2 separate regions of the Rattus norvegicus genome follow, and region 1 is linked to region 2. The links are chromatin contacts, called in public Hi-C maps. All regions are on one chromosome and are shown on one strand. The core of a region is the stretch at or near the end of the contact, and the rest is flanking DNA. Distances in the headings are between cores, read along the strand shown.

What was found. Hi-C and Micro-C count contacts between places; a contact is called where the count stands out from the background.
Region 1: a Hi-C map of Schwann cells shows a contact between it and region 2, with 4 times the contacts expected there. The contact joins two enhancer-like sites. A contact is called at or near these places in 12 of 12 Hi-C or Micro-C datasets (the A7r5 cell line, the Rat2 cell line, Schwann cells and 7 more) and 1 of 1 datasets of contacts at active chromatin or transcription factors (oligodendrocytes).

The regions. Positions count from the first base shown.
Region 1 is chr4:105,749,411-105,755,633 of GRCr8, forward strand. It overlaps St3gal5 (ST3 beta-galactoside alpha-2,3-sialyltransferase 5), which reads left to right. Exons shown (of 8, transcript NM_001398713.1): 8 at 162-1,364. The coding sequence ends at 401. Among named protein-coding and RNA genes, the nearest start is that of St3gal5, 60 kb to the left of the region's middle. Within about 2 kb of position 2,936, at least 1 of the 93 cell types and tissues checked has an H3K27ac peak or open chromatin away from gene starts, as enhancers often do. A contact at or near this core is called in Schwann cells, where this site is marked.
Region 2 is chr4:105,522,885-105,529,406 of GRCr8, forward strand. Polr1a (RNA polymerase I subunit A) reads left to right here. Exons shown (of 34, transcript NM_031772.2): 7 at 457-564; 8 at 1,950-2,055; 9 at 2,315-2,477; 10 at 4,936-5,106; 11 at 5,296-5,418. Among named protein-coding and RNA genes, the nearest start is that of Polr1a, 18 kb to the left of the region's middle. Within about 2 kb of position 3,842, at least 6 of the 93 cell types and tissues checked have an H3K27ac peak or open chromatin away from gene starts, as enhancers often do. A contact at or near this core is called in Schwann cells, where this site is marked.

The sequences.
Region 1 (6,223 bases), core at 1,686-4,185, 230 kb after region 2:
ACAGGGACACTTTGTCTTGAAATAACAAAAAATCATTTTTAAAAATTATATATATGTATATATATATACACACATATATTTCAATCTCAAAAGTTAAATGAGTTTTAAAAGCAATTGAAATATTATTTTTTAATGAATAAATTAGTCTCTGTTCTTTCCAGAATATCCCCACGATCGGCATCATTGCCATTGTCTTGGCCACGCATCTGTGTGATGAAGTTAGCCTGGCAGGCTTTGGATATGACCTCAGTCAACCAAGGACCCCTCTGCACTACTTTGACAGTCAGTGCATGGGCGCCATGAACTGGCAAGTCATGCACAACGTGACCACAGAGACCCAGTTCCTCCAGAAGCTCATCAAGGAGGGCGTGGTGCAGGACCTCAGCGGGGGCATCCACTGAGAACTTTGAACACCGCAGACCTCACTTAGCAATGCAGCTGAGAGCTGTGGTGAGCAGCCTCCCCAGGGAGTTTACCCTGCAGCTGCTTTGGCCTACAGCTAGTGTTTTTAAACTCAGTTTTAAAAGAAAAGGAAAGAACAACAGCAACAACAAAAGTTCAGCCCTTTACACCTCTTTGTCCTATTTATTTGAAGTCAGTGTTGGGTTTTGCACAATTTTGTAAGTTAATTTTAAGAATGGGGATGGAAAGACTTTTCAAAGAGAATCGTATGGTTTATTGTATTTTAAAGAAGTAATTTAATTTGCAAAAACTGTACACATGTACTCTCCCCAGGTGTTGAGGTGGGAGGAGAGGGGCTTCTGCACCTTCGATGATGGCCTCGATACCTGACTGCGGGTTCTGCAGCTCTGTTTGGTAGCACTGCTGGCAGGGAAACTTCCTGCCTCCTGGATGAAGGAAGGGTTTACTCATCATCACTGGCAGCTGCAGGAAGTCGGGGGCCTGATAAACAAGTTCATAACCCCTTTCTGCTAGTCCGTCTGCCAGAAGACTCAGAGGACCCAAGCAGGGCAGCTGTTCCACAGGCGAGCCACTGTCAGCTGAGTACCGTGATGCTGCCCCAGGATGGGAGAAGCCATGTCGTCCTACACTGTCAGGGCACTTTTCAGCTTCTGGAGAAGTGTCTGTTCTCTCTGCCCTCCCAAAGCACTTGGTGTTATTTAAGGCGTGAGGCTGTCTGTCTGAGATGGTTCATCAGAATTGTGACAGCCATGGGGAGCAAGACCTCTGCAGATGACCACATTGCTAAAGCACTGGAGTGAACCCCCCCTGTTGTAACTTAAGACCCATCCTGAAGTGCCCTGAAGTGCCCACCAACCAATGTGAAAGGAGAATGAGGAAGGGGAGGGAAAAGAACAGAAAGAAAGAAAGAAAAATAATAAAAGCTTTTGAGGAGCCCCTGTGACTTAGTGACCGTGAGGGTTTGTTCCTTCGTTCGTTCATTCTCTGCTGAGTGGAAACCTCACCCTGGATGCTGCATAGTGAGGGGGTTAGGGTGCCTCGCTCCTAGCTGTGTGACCCAAGTAGAGGGGCTCCCCTGGAGAGGTGATGGCTGCCTTATCTTTAACCACTGTGACAACATTCCAACCTGGGGCCCAGGGTCCAGAGGGTGAGTCGACGACCTCACAAGGAGCACGGCAGCCAAGACTCATGCCTCACAAGCATGAGAGAGCTAACTGGGAAGGGGGGCTTTTGAAACCTCAAAGCTCACTCCAAGGGACACCCCTCCACCAGGTCCATAGCTCCCAATCCTTCTCAAACCGGTCCAACAGTGGGGGATCAAGCATTCAAATAGGAGCCCACAGGGACCATTCCCCTTCAACCACTACACTAGTTATAAGTTGCCTCATGCAACTTGTCTCTTGTTACTGGCCTAGTCTCTGGTGTCAGAAGGTGTATGAAGCTGTCCCTCATCCATCTGCTGTGCCTTTGTTCTGTAGTCCCTCCCTGCCCATACCCTCCCTCAGGTCACACCACTGCCCTGCAGCCCCAGGGAAACCTGTCCCCGGTACATACTGACACTTGTCCCATCAGCTTTCAGGCCTGCCACCATCCTCCTCAATGTCCTGTTTCCATCTGTATTGTGTCTGCTCCCCTCCCATCTTCACTTCCTCATAGACAGTAAGCAAATGCCAAGGATAAATCAAAAGGCTCCCTGGAGACCACAAGCCAGTAGGAGACAGTGTGAAAGCATCTTCTAGAACCTTTAATCAGCACTGGGCATGAATGTGCGTGCGTGTGTACGTGTGTGTCTCTGTGTGTGTGTGTGTGTGTGTGTGTGTGTGTGTGTGTGTGTGTGTCTGTGTCTGTGTGTCTGTGTGTGTCTGTGTGTGTCTGTGTGTGTGTGAGCACGTGTGTGCATTCATGCAGGTGTATGTGGAGATCATCAGAAGCTAGCCTCGGGGGATGTTTCCTCCCTTGCTATCCACCTTTTAATTTTTGAGATTTGCCAAGGAGGCCAGACTGGCAGGCCAATGAGCTCCCCAGATCTGTCCACCTGATTTAATTACATTTCAAACTCCGTGACAAAGGCAACTTATAGAGGGAAGAGTTCATTTGGGCTAAGAGTCTGTCCTGTTGGAGCAGCAGGAGGCAGGCATAGCAGCTGGAGTGGCAGCTGAGGGCTCCTATCAGAACTGCAAGCAGGAAACAGAACCAGGCCCACCCACAGTGATGTACTTCCTCCAGCAAGGCAACACCTCCCAAGCCTACCCAAACAGCACCACCTACCCGACCTGGTTTTCAAATGCCCAGGACCATGGCAGACATCCCATTCAAACCACTGCACTGTGTCTAGCTCAGGTTCCCATGCTTCTGTGATAAGAACTTCACGGATGAGCCATCTCCTCAGCCCCCAACACCTCAGCATCCCTGACCCCACCCCCATTTCCATTTGTGTGGAAACAGACCTTCTCTAGGGTATTGTAAGGCTGACTTCCAGGAACACCAGTCGCCATCACCTGAAGACAGCATTCAAAGCACACTGGTAATTGCTGCTGTTAGAGCAACTTGGGTGAGCTAGATGTGGTCCGTCTGTTCATGTGCTTCTAGGGGAACATTGAATGAATTTTACTCGTTTTTTTTTTTTCTTCAGAACCTATACTCCGTCCTTACATTAAGTATAATTAGTTCTGGCCTTAGAACGTGCTTTAGGGATGGAGATGAGTATGGGGTGACTTGTGTGTTTGGACAAAGCTCAGCCAGAACCTTATAAAACCATGCCAAGTATGCTGAGCCTCTTGCAAACAGTGTTTCTCTTGTTTTGTACATCAGAAAGCAAAGTCTGCTTCCATAGATCATGGGAGACAGAGTGTCCTCATTATTGGTTGGACTCAGATTAGACTACTCTGACTGAATGATGACTTCTTGGTCACCAGTGGTTTGGCAATTATGACCCTAGTTACTGCAACAGAAGGCAATTGTTAAAGTCAAGGATCCCTTTGTTTTAGTAACGTTCCAGTCCTTTGGCCCCTTATTAGATATCAAATGGATTATAGAATTTGCCCTTTTCCTATCTCAAGAGAACATTTTAGACTAGCGTTGTAGCATAGTTAAGGGATGTGTCTTACATCCTCTCCCTTGAGAAGTTCCCATCATCCAAATGTGTGATGTGTTTGTGTGCATGCACACATGCTCATGCTTGTATGAATGAGTGTGCATGAGCACAGATACATTCAGGGAGTATAAACACAAGCACTCCTTCCTCTGGAGAGTGAGACATCATGGTCCAACTTTCTGACTGCTTATTAACTCTCGTTCCACCATCCAAGGTAATAAAATACAGAGTATGAATTTGTGTTCACGAAGCAGGGACTCATACGGCTGGTGATAACCCTGACCTGCATCCAACACTGAATGGAAGACTCGGTGAAACCAGAAAGGAAGGCTACCCATTAAACATGCATGACTGCTCATTAAAACACGCCTACACCGATGTTTTTGACCATATTCTCTGCAGGGAAAGTGCAGGCTTAACAGTTTACTTTCATTGTCTGCATAAGACTTTCACTAATTCCCAATATTAAGAAATCGCTGAGCCACTCATGGTAGTGCATACCTTTAATCCCAGCACTCAGAAGGCAAAGGCAGGCAGATCTCTGTGATGTTTTTAGGTCAACATGGTCTGCTAAAAAGTTCCAGGACAGCCAGACCTATTACATAGAGAAACTCTGTCTGGAAAAACCAAAACTAAACAAAAAAAGAAAAAAGAAAGAAATTGCAATCTGCTGAGCAAAGCAAAAAAACATGTGCACCAATGTTATATCTAGACTGAGCAACGTACTTTTAGTTACTTTTCTTAAAACCATATTCGGCGCTGGAGATGTCAATCTGTTGGTGGAGTATTTACCCAGCATACATAAAGCCCTGAGTTCAGTCCCCAACAGAAGCTGGGCACAGTGACACAGGCCCCTGATCTCACACTTGAGGTAAAGGCTAGAGCAGTGGTTCTCAACCTTCCTAATGCTGCAACCCTTAATACATTTTTTTTTTATGTTGTAGTGATTCCCCGACCATAAAATTATTTTATTGCTACTATAATTTTCTACCGTTGTGAGTCATAAGTGTCTCATATGCAGGGTATCTGATATCCAAACCCTGTGAAAGGACTGTACAGGTCCCAAAGATCTTCATGTTGAGAACCAATGGGCTAGGGGTTCAGAAATTTAAGGTTATCTTTAACTACATAGCAAGTTAAGACCAGCTGAGGATATAAGAAACCCTGTCTATAAATAAATGAATTATTCAAGTGGATTGTGTTTGGTATCACATGAAGGAAGACACGTTTAGGGATTTTCCTTGAGATGCCAAGTGTGCTGTTTAAATGAGGAATGTCCTAGTGTATTTGAGCACTTGGTCCCCAGGTGGGGTTCCTGTGTGGAGAGAGGCTATGGAACCTTTAGAAGGTACACCCTTGCTTAGGGAAGTGCACCACTAGAGGTGGCCTTTATGGCTTAGTCTTGTTCCCCCCACCACGTGATATGCGAAGAGTATGGTCAGCTCCTGCCAGCATGCTGTGCCTTACCATTATGGCCTCCAGCTCTCTGGAACCCTAAGTCAAATGAACTCTTTTCCTTACGGTCATTGTCACCTTCACTGTTCCCTTGCTGTGAATTGACACCGCAACTCTTTTAAAGGAAAGCATCCCATTGGGGCTGGCTTACAATTCAGAGGTTTCGTCTACTGTCATCATCGTGGGGAACATGGTGGCAGCCCTGGCAGGCATGGTGCTGGAGAAGTTGAAAGCTACCGCCTGATCCGCTGTCAGTTAAAGAACTGGGCCTGGTGTGGGATTTTGAAACCTCAAAGCCTACCCCCAGAGTTGTTTTCACCAACAAGTCACACCTCCTAATCCATCCCAACTGTGTGAGCTTCTGGGGGCCATTCTCTTTCAAACCACCATTGTGGGTTTCATCACAGCAGGGGTAAAGTCACTAATGCAAAGTCGTCTCAGGTGCCGAGCTGCATTCAAGTTTTTGCAGGTACAGTGAATGGCTCTTACCTCTGTGTAGCTGTGAATGCAGAGAATAGGAATCCTAGGAAACAGGAAAAAGCCACCTTCTTGGTAGACACCTTACAGCAGCAATCTGAACAGCTGTGCCCCAGTCCCGCCCCACCTTACAACAGCTGTGCCCCAGTCCCCTACCCATCTTCAGGATTCATTCAAGACTCCTTGGAACTGAACTTTAGCCTTTACAGTATTTGTTTCTAGACCCAATGCCTATAACGAAGCTGAAGTGGAAGCGTAAGGGTTCTGTGGAAAGTCGGTTGGATGATGTTAACATGGACACAGCTGAAAGGCTAAGGCAGACGTTCCTCAGGAAGGAACGTTTCGCTGAAGCAGACACAAGAGAGAGGGTGTTCTGCTAAAGTACGTGAAAGGACACGTGATGAAGGATTCTTTGCTAGTGACGTGCATGTGTTGGTCCGCCTTGAGCTGCATTTGTGGGGACTCCATAGAAAGAAACACACCCCAAAAAAACCTTTCAGTGATGTGGCAGTTTGTTGCCGCTTCCAAGGACTCAGGCTGATTGGCTACATGTGTTGAGGCACATGCAAGACCCGTGCTACGGCAAGACCCATGGAGGACACATGATGTTTGGAGGGTATAAATAGGACTCCAGGGAACGATGAATCTGTACAGCTTGCTCGTACAGATATCTGTGCAACACTCGTGTTCGTGTCTCGAGTGTTTGATGATCTTTGCTTCCCTGAGACAGGCAGAGCCGAGGACTTCTGGTGTTCCTGTTGGTTCCTCCTGCGG
Region 2 (6,522 bases), core at 2,592-5,091:
TCAGAGGAAAGCTGTATAGCAGCTGTTCGTTCGTGTGCTCCCCTAGAACACCAAATGAGCAGGATTTTGATGATAACAAATCCATGGAAGATTTTGGGGGTTTTTGAGGTAATATCTCACTGTTAGCCCACGTTTTCCTAAAACTCATGATCCTTCTGCCTCATCCGCCTGAGTCCTTGGGGTAATAGACCTGTGCTACCATGCCTGGCAAAAATCTGTGTCGTGCAAAGTATTTACATGAGCCAAAGCACTGGGAAAGAATATTTAAAAGTGAAAATAGTTATGTTAATGTGAGCTGGTGGGATGCCCTCTCGTGCTCTTCTCTGGTTTTATATAATAGTGTGTTGCATTCAGTACTCCAGAAATCAGTGTGGGTAGAAATCTGGGTTGAAGAGATGCTGCTCTGTACATTGATGTTTCAAGAATGGGGACAAAAAAGGGTTTATCTCATTACAGAAGGAGCACCAGCAGCTCCAGGAATTGATGAGGCTCAGATGGGGAAACGAGGATACTTGACCCCAAGCAGCGCCCAAGAACATCTTTTCGCCATTTGGAAGAATGAAGGTGCTAGAGAAATAGCCTGTCTGACTGTGGATTTGATTTCCTGGTTCATTTCTTTAGACCATCCTCTTACTACCTTAACAGAAGTTCTAATTAATGTAGCTCTTACCTGCAATCTATGTATTGGTCTGGGGCAAGCTTCAGGCACATTGACTTAGAGCCATAAAGGAGCAGGGTAGGTCACACCCACCACGAAGAACTTGATGCAGCTGAGCCCAGCCACTGCTGCACTGGAGCATTTCTGGAAGGCTTATTGACACGCATCTATTTCAAATGTCCACTGAAAAGATGCTTTAGCTGGGTAGCTGGCACACACCTGTAGTCTCAGCCCTTGGGAGGCAGAGGCAGGTGGAGCTCTGTGAGTTCAAGGCATGCTCTTTATAGTGAGTTCCAGGACAGCCAACGCTACTTAGTGAGACCATCTTGAACCCAAAAAAAGACCTTGTAAACGTTCTGTGGGGATTCCTTTTGTGAATCAAAGAATGAACTTTTTATATGGGCACACTGTATCTGTCTTTAGACACACCAGAAGAGGGCATCAGATCCCATTACAGATGGTTGTGAGCCACCATGTGGTTGCTGGGATTTGAACTCAGGACCTCTGGAAGAGCAGTCAGTTCTCTTAACCTCTGAGCCATCACTCCAGCCCCAAGAATGAGCTTTCATATATTTCAGTTCCCTGTAAAAAGGGAACTCTTTATCCCCTTTTTGAATATATGACGTGGTCTATGCAGAGTATTCAGTCCTCAGCCATCTAAGACGGTGTTCTGGGCATCGACTCTGATCTCTGCACAGGAAGTGCTCATAGACAACCATGGTATCATCACCAGGGGTACAAGAGTGAAAAAGTACCAAGTTAGTGAAGCGCTTTCTGTGGCAGGCTTTATTCACGCTTGGTCCATTTTCTCCAGGCAGTTTTAGGTCACGTACATCTTTGATCCAGAAGAGCCCTCTTGGCATACCCATTAGAAAGGATGTTTCATTTCATTATCTTTTGTTTTTAAAAGACAAAATTTTATTTGACTTGTTTTTTTTTTATTTTGATTAATTTTGTCCAGAGTCCAAAATAGCAAGCATTTAATTTTGCATGTAAGATTCCGAGCCGTGGGGGTGGGGATGTGGGTGGGGGGGGAGGCTAAAATTTCCTGTTCCTTCATAGCTCATTTCCTTACTTAAGCACTGTTGTCCATCAGAGTCTATATGTTATCTTACTTGCATACAAGCCATCACATACTCAGGATAATTTTGGTTCATTTTTATAAAAAGTTTTTTCTTATTCGGCATAGGATCCCATATCCTGTTTGTTTTGTTTTGTTTTTTTCTTAGTAACATCTTGTGTTTCTATACATAGGCTTTAATGTCTTGTTGGTTACTTTATTTCAACACAGGATTCTTCCTGAATTATCTTTTTTCGGGATTGGATGATATTGGCCCAGAGTCCAGTTTCAACCCCAGTATGTTCTTTCTAGATTTCATCGTGGTACCGCCATCCAGGTAACTCCTTTTAACTTACTTTGCATGAAAAGGGTGGGCTGAAGAATTGAGCAGGGACACACTGGAGAGCCTGGAAGGGTTGGGCCACTGAGAAACCAAACAGCTACCAAACCAAGCTTGCAGGTAGTGGCCCGAGCACTCCTGTTACTTGGTTGTCCTAGACATGGATGGTTGTTGTGAACAGACTGAGCTGTGTTATTTTCAGTAAATAGGTTAAGAGGCTAAAGAACATTCATGAAGCCTGTATGTCACCCTGTAGGTATCGTCCCATCAATCGCCTGGGTGACCAGATGTTCACTAATGGCCAGACAGTGAATTTGCAAGCGGTCATGAAGGATGCAGTTTTGATCCGGAAACTTCTGGCAGTGATGGCCCAAGAACAGAAACTGCCCTGTGAGATGACAGAAATCACCATAGACAAGGTCAGAGCTGCCTTGGTGCTGACATAATTTCTCGGTCAAGGACAGGTGTGGTAAGAGCAAGAACACTTGGTTCTAACCCTGTGCGGACACAGATGTTGTGACTGCTGTAAGATGCTGCCTACAGTGGGCAGCACCCGTGGTCGGCAGTGTGACTTGTTGGGACAAGCACAGGCCTGATTATAGATAAATCTAGATAGTGGTTTGGGTTCAGTATCCAATGATCATGCCAGTGGTTTTTAGTCTCTTTGACTTCTTGGCCTCATCTCCACTATACAGTACATGTAGTTTATGGTGAGGTTTCACACCGAGGCTGTTCTGTACCACCAACTGCTAATGAAGGGCCAAAGAGTCATCTTCCCTCAGACTCTAAGAATGTGTTTGTAGGCTCAGTAAGGTCTTTAGCAGTACAGCCAGGAAGACGATGTAGAATGGGATTTTCTAGAATAAAACCATCCCCACTGATAATTCCTTAGCCCTTTGTGTGTCTTATATCAACTCTGTAGTGAACATTGAGCCAAGTTGGGTACTCAGAACACTTGTCAAAGTCACTGCATCCCTGGACTGTGGTCAGGATGTAAATAGAGATGGCTTTCTCTAGCCTTGGACTGGCCTTTCAGACTCCATGCCAGTTGCTCAGACGGTCCTGCTATAAGCCAGGGCTGTCAAACGTGACACCACCATCTCCTGGCACTTAGCTTTGGCTGACTTCTCGGTCCTTTGCCTGGTTCTGCTGAACTTTACTGATGAGTCAGTGTGGACATGCTTTTAACAGCGCCTCAGCATGAGACAGTTGCCATCTGCAGGCCATGGTCTAGTATGGAAGGCTGAAATCATAGCATAATCGAGCCCAGTGACTAGGAATGAGGATTTTATCTTGGTGACCCTTAGGGGCAGAGACAAGCTTTTGTCAATAGTAACTCCGTCTCTAGGAAAAACAAAACAAAACAGTACTGTCTTGATCCCTCTGCAGTCTCCCTTTAAGTAATCAGAAATATTCTTGTTTTTCCTATTCGTGGTCATCATTATATTCCCATGGCAGTGGTCTCCCGGGAGCTGTCCCTAGGGACTAGGGACATACAAGAAGCCAGGGGACTGGGTCTTGTTCACTTCAGTAGCAGTCATGTGGCTGTAAGCAGTGAGTTTGACTAGACAGGCCTCTGCCATCATGCAGGTGGTAAGAAGATCTAATGTTGTCTGCAGGGCTACATGTACCTTCCTAGATGATTCCCTTATTCCTTATGGGGACTAACCCAAATTATCACTGTGACACTCTCATTGTCACCTGTCCTCAGCTTGCACACAGTGTTTTCTCTTTGAACTACTCGGTGAAATTCTATCTCCTAGGCCGTATGTAGCCAGATGGGGCCAGTAGGTGGTGCTGGAAGGACCTCTGTATTTCTCTTCCCTGGATAGATAAGAGGAAGAGGCAGGATTAGAATAGAAATAATTTTACATGATTAGGTAAATGTTTAAGCTTGAGGATCAGCCAGTAATTTAACCCACTTGGGACTCACATTATAACTGAAGACATACAATATTATATGGCAAACTATTTTTTTTTAATAAATTATTCTACCTGCCTTAAAATAATAGTAACACTATTACTGTTATTATTGGTTTATTATTATTTGGAGACAGGGTCTCATGTAGCCCATGCTGGCCTTTAAGTTACCATATAACCAGGGCTGCCCTTAAACTTCTGACCCCCTGCTGCCACCTTCCAAGTGCTGGGATTGCTGTGTGCACCGTCATAGCCAGTTTCTGTGCTGCTGGAGGTGGAGCCAGGGCTTCCTGCAAGCTAGGTAAATACTCCACCGCACGTTTATGACTTCACTGACTGACGTTTTCCTAAACCGTAATGTCTGATAGACCCCTCTGAAGTGGATGCCCACAGGAAGGGCTGCTAAGACTCTCTTGGTTTTGGTAGACTAGACATTAAGAAGCTTAAGATAGGAACCTACTTACGTTATGTTTTAAATCTTAGTTTAGTTTTAATTTTGGAGACAGGATCTTGCTCTCCTGCCTTTACTTCTCAAGTGGCTGGTAATTCCAGGTGTACACTGCAGTGCTGCTGTGCTGATGAATTTCGGGTTCATTTTACTACTAAAGAGACAAGCAGATCCATACATAGTGGGCTGATGTGTACCTGCTGAGACACACTAACAAGTTCAGTTTATCATCCGTCAGCTTCCAGGGCTTTTTTTTTCTTATAAAGATTTAATTATTTATATGAGTACAGTGTACTGTCTCCAGACACACCAGAAGAGGGCATCGGATCCCATTACAGATGAGCAACCATGTGGCTGCTGGGAATTAAACTCAGGACCTCTGAAAGAGCAGCCATTGCTCTTAACCAAACCACCGAGCCATCTCGCCAGCACCTTCCCCCCCCTCCCTTTTTTTGAGTAAACAAGTTTTTCTTCAGTCATTCTTATTTTCTTGGATTTTATCCTCTCAGGAAAATGACTCCTCGGGTGCTATCGACCGGTCCTTTCTGAGTTTGCTTCCAGGACAGTCTCTCACAGATAAACTTTACAATATTTGGATTCGCCTCCAGAGCCACGTCAATATTGTGTTTGACAGTGACATGGACAAACTGATGCTGGAAAAGTACCCTGGCATAAGACAGGTGAGCGTGAGTTGGATTCCCATCCCGTTAGCGAGGGTCAGTAATGAACAGCTGACAACCGGTCTGTATCCCCAGCTCCCATCTGCATGTTTAGAAATAAACACACATTATACACACTGGTTCAGCAGCAAGAAAACAATAATCATAATTGAGTTATTTATTATTCTGGCACTTTTTTGCTGTCTGCAGATCCTCGAGAAGAAGGAAGGCCTGTTCCGGAAGCACATGATGGGAAAGCGAGTGGACTACGCAGCCCGCTCGGTCATCTGCCCAGATATGTACATCAACACCAATGAGATCGGGATTCCCATGGTGTGTGTTTGGGGAGAGGCCTCATCTCTTACTGGTGCTGGGAGATAGGTGTGCCTTAGAGGCCTGGGGACAGAGTGGATGGTAGATCAAGATGGCTCCAGTGGGGATAGTTTGTACTGCCTCACATGTGGAAGGAAGAAGAGCCCATAGGGAAGGAACTCGAGGTACATAATGGTATTGCCATCCTAGAAGACTTTTGCTGCAAAGCACCAGGGAATTCCCAGCAAGTCATTCCACACCGCGTTTCTTGCCAGTCTTAACTAGTCTTTAAACCTTTCTTGTCCAAGTGAGTCCATGAGGGGAGAAGAGGAGGGCAAGGGGATTTCAGTCCCACTTGGGTGTCTGGCAGGGAAAGGGGGAGCCCTCAGAAGGGCAGCAAGGGTACCGTGTGTCTCCGGTTCCCGGAGTGAGCGGCTCACCTGGTTGGTCACCCATTAGTGCTCTTTGGCGAGCCAGCTTCCTTTTCTCACTTCCCCACCAGTTAAAGTCTTGGTGCTCATTAGCAGCTCTCTCTAGCCGACTTCCTCCTTAATGGCCTCGAGGTAAATAATGCGAAGATGGTTTAATTCCCTCTGTGCAGAGTTTCATTTCCTTACACACTGCCCTGCTTCTCTTGGGAGAGCTGGTAATAAGCAGAGCTAAAGTGTTCAGAGTCTTGGGCACAGTTGGCTCCCTGGGAAGAGTCTGCTGTGTCAAGAACAGGCAGAGAAGGCTGTACCCTGTTCACTGCCTCCCAGGAACCAGAGGTCTTTGTATTTAGAAGCTGAACTATATACCAAAGGAAGCCAGTCATAATTTCTTAGGTTTGAATCTCTGGGAGGAAAGGCCCAGTAGGCAGAATGTAGAAGCCATCCTGACTCTGACCTCAGTGCCTGGAGTGCACCCAGCTTGGAGGAGACCTTTAGGAAGGTCTTGCCATGTACCTCCATAGCATTCTGATCTTAAGATCTGGGTTTATTTGCTTGTATCCTGACGAGAGACTCTAATGCTGTCCACCCTACTAACCCCCACCTTACCCCAAATTCTCAGAGCCATGTAGGCCTAGGGTTATTATAGGGTAACTAGGAAAAACAGAGTGGGTAAAGCTACTGTCCTCCCCTCCCC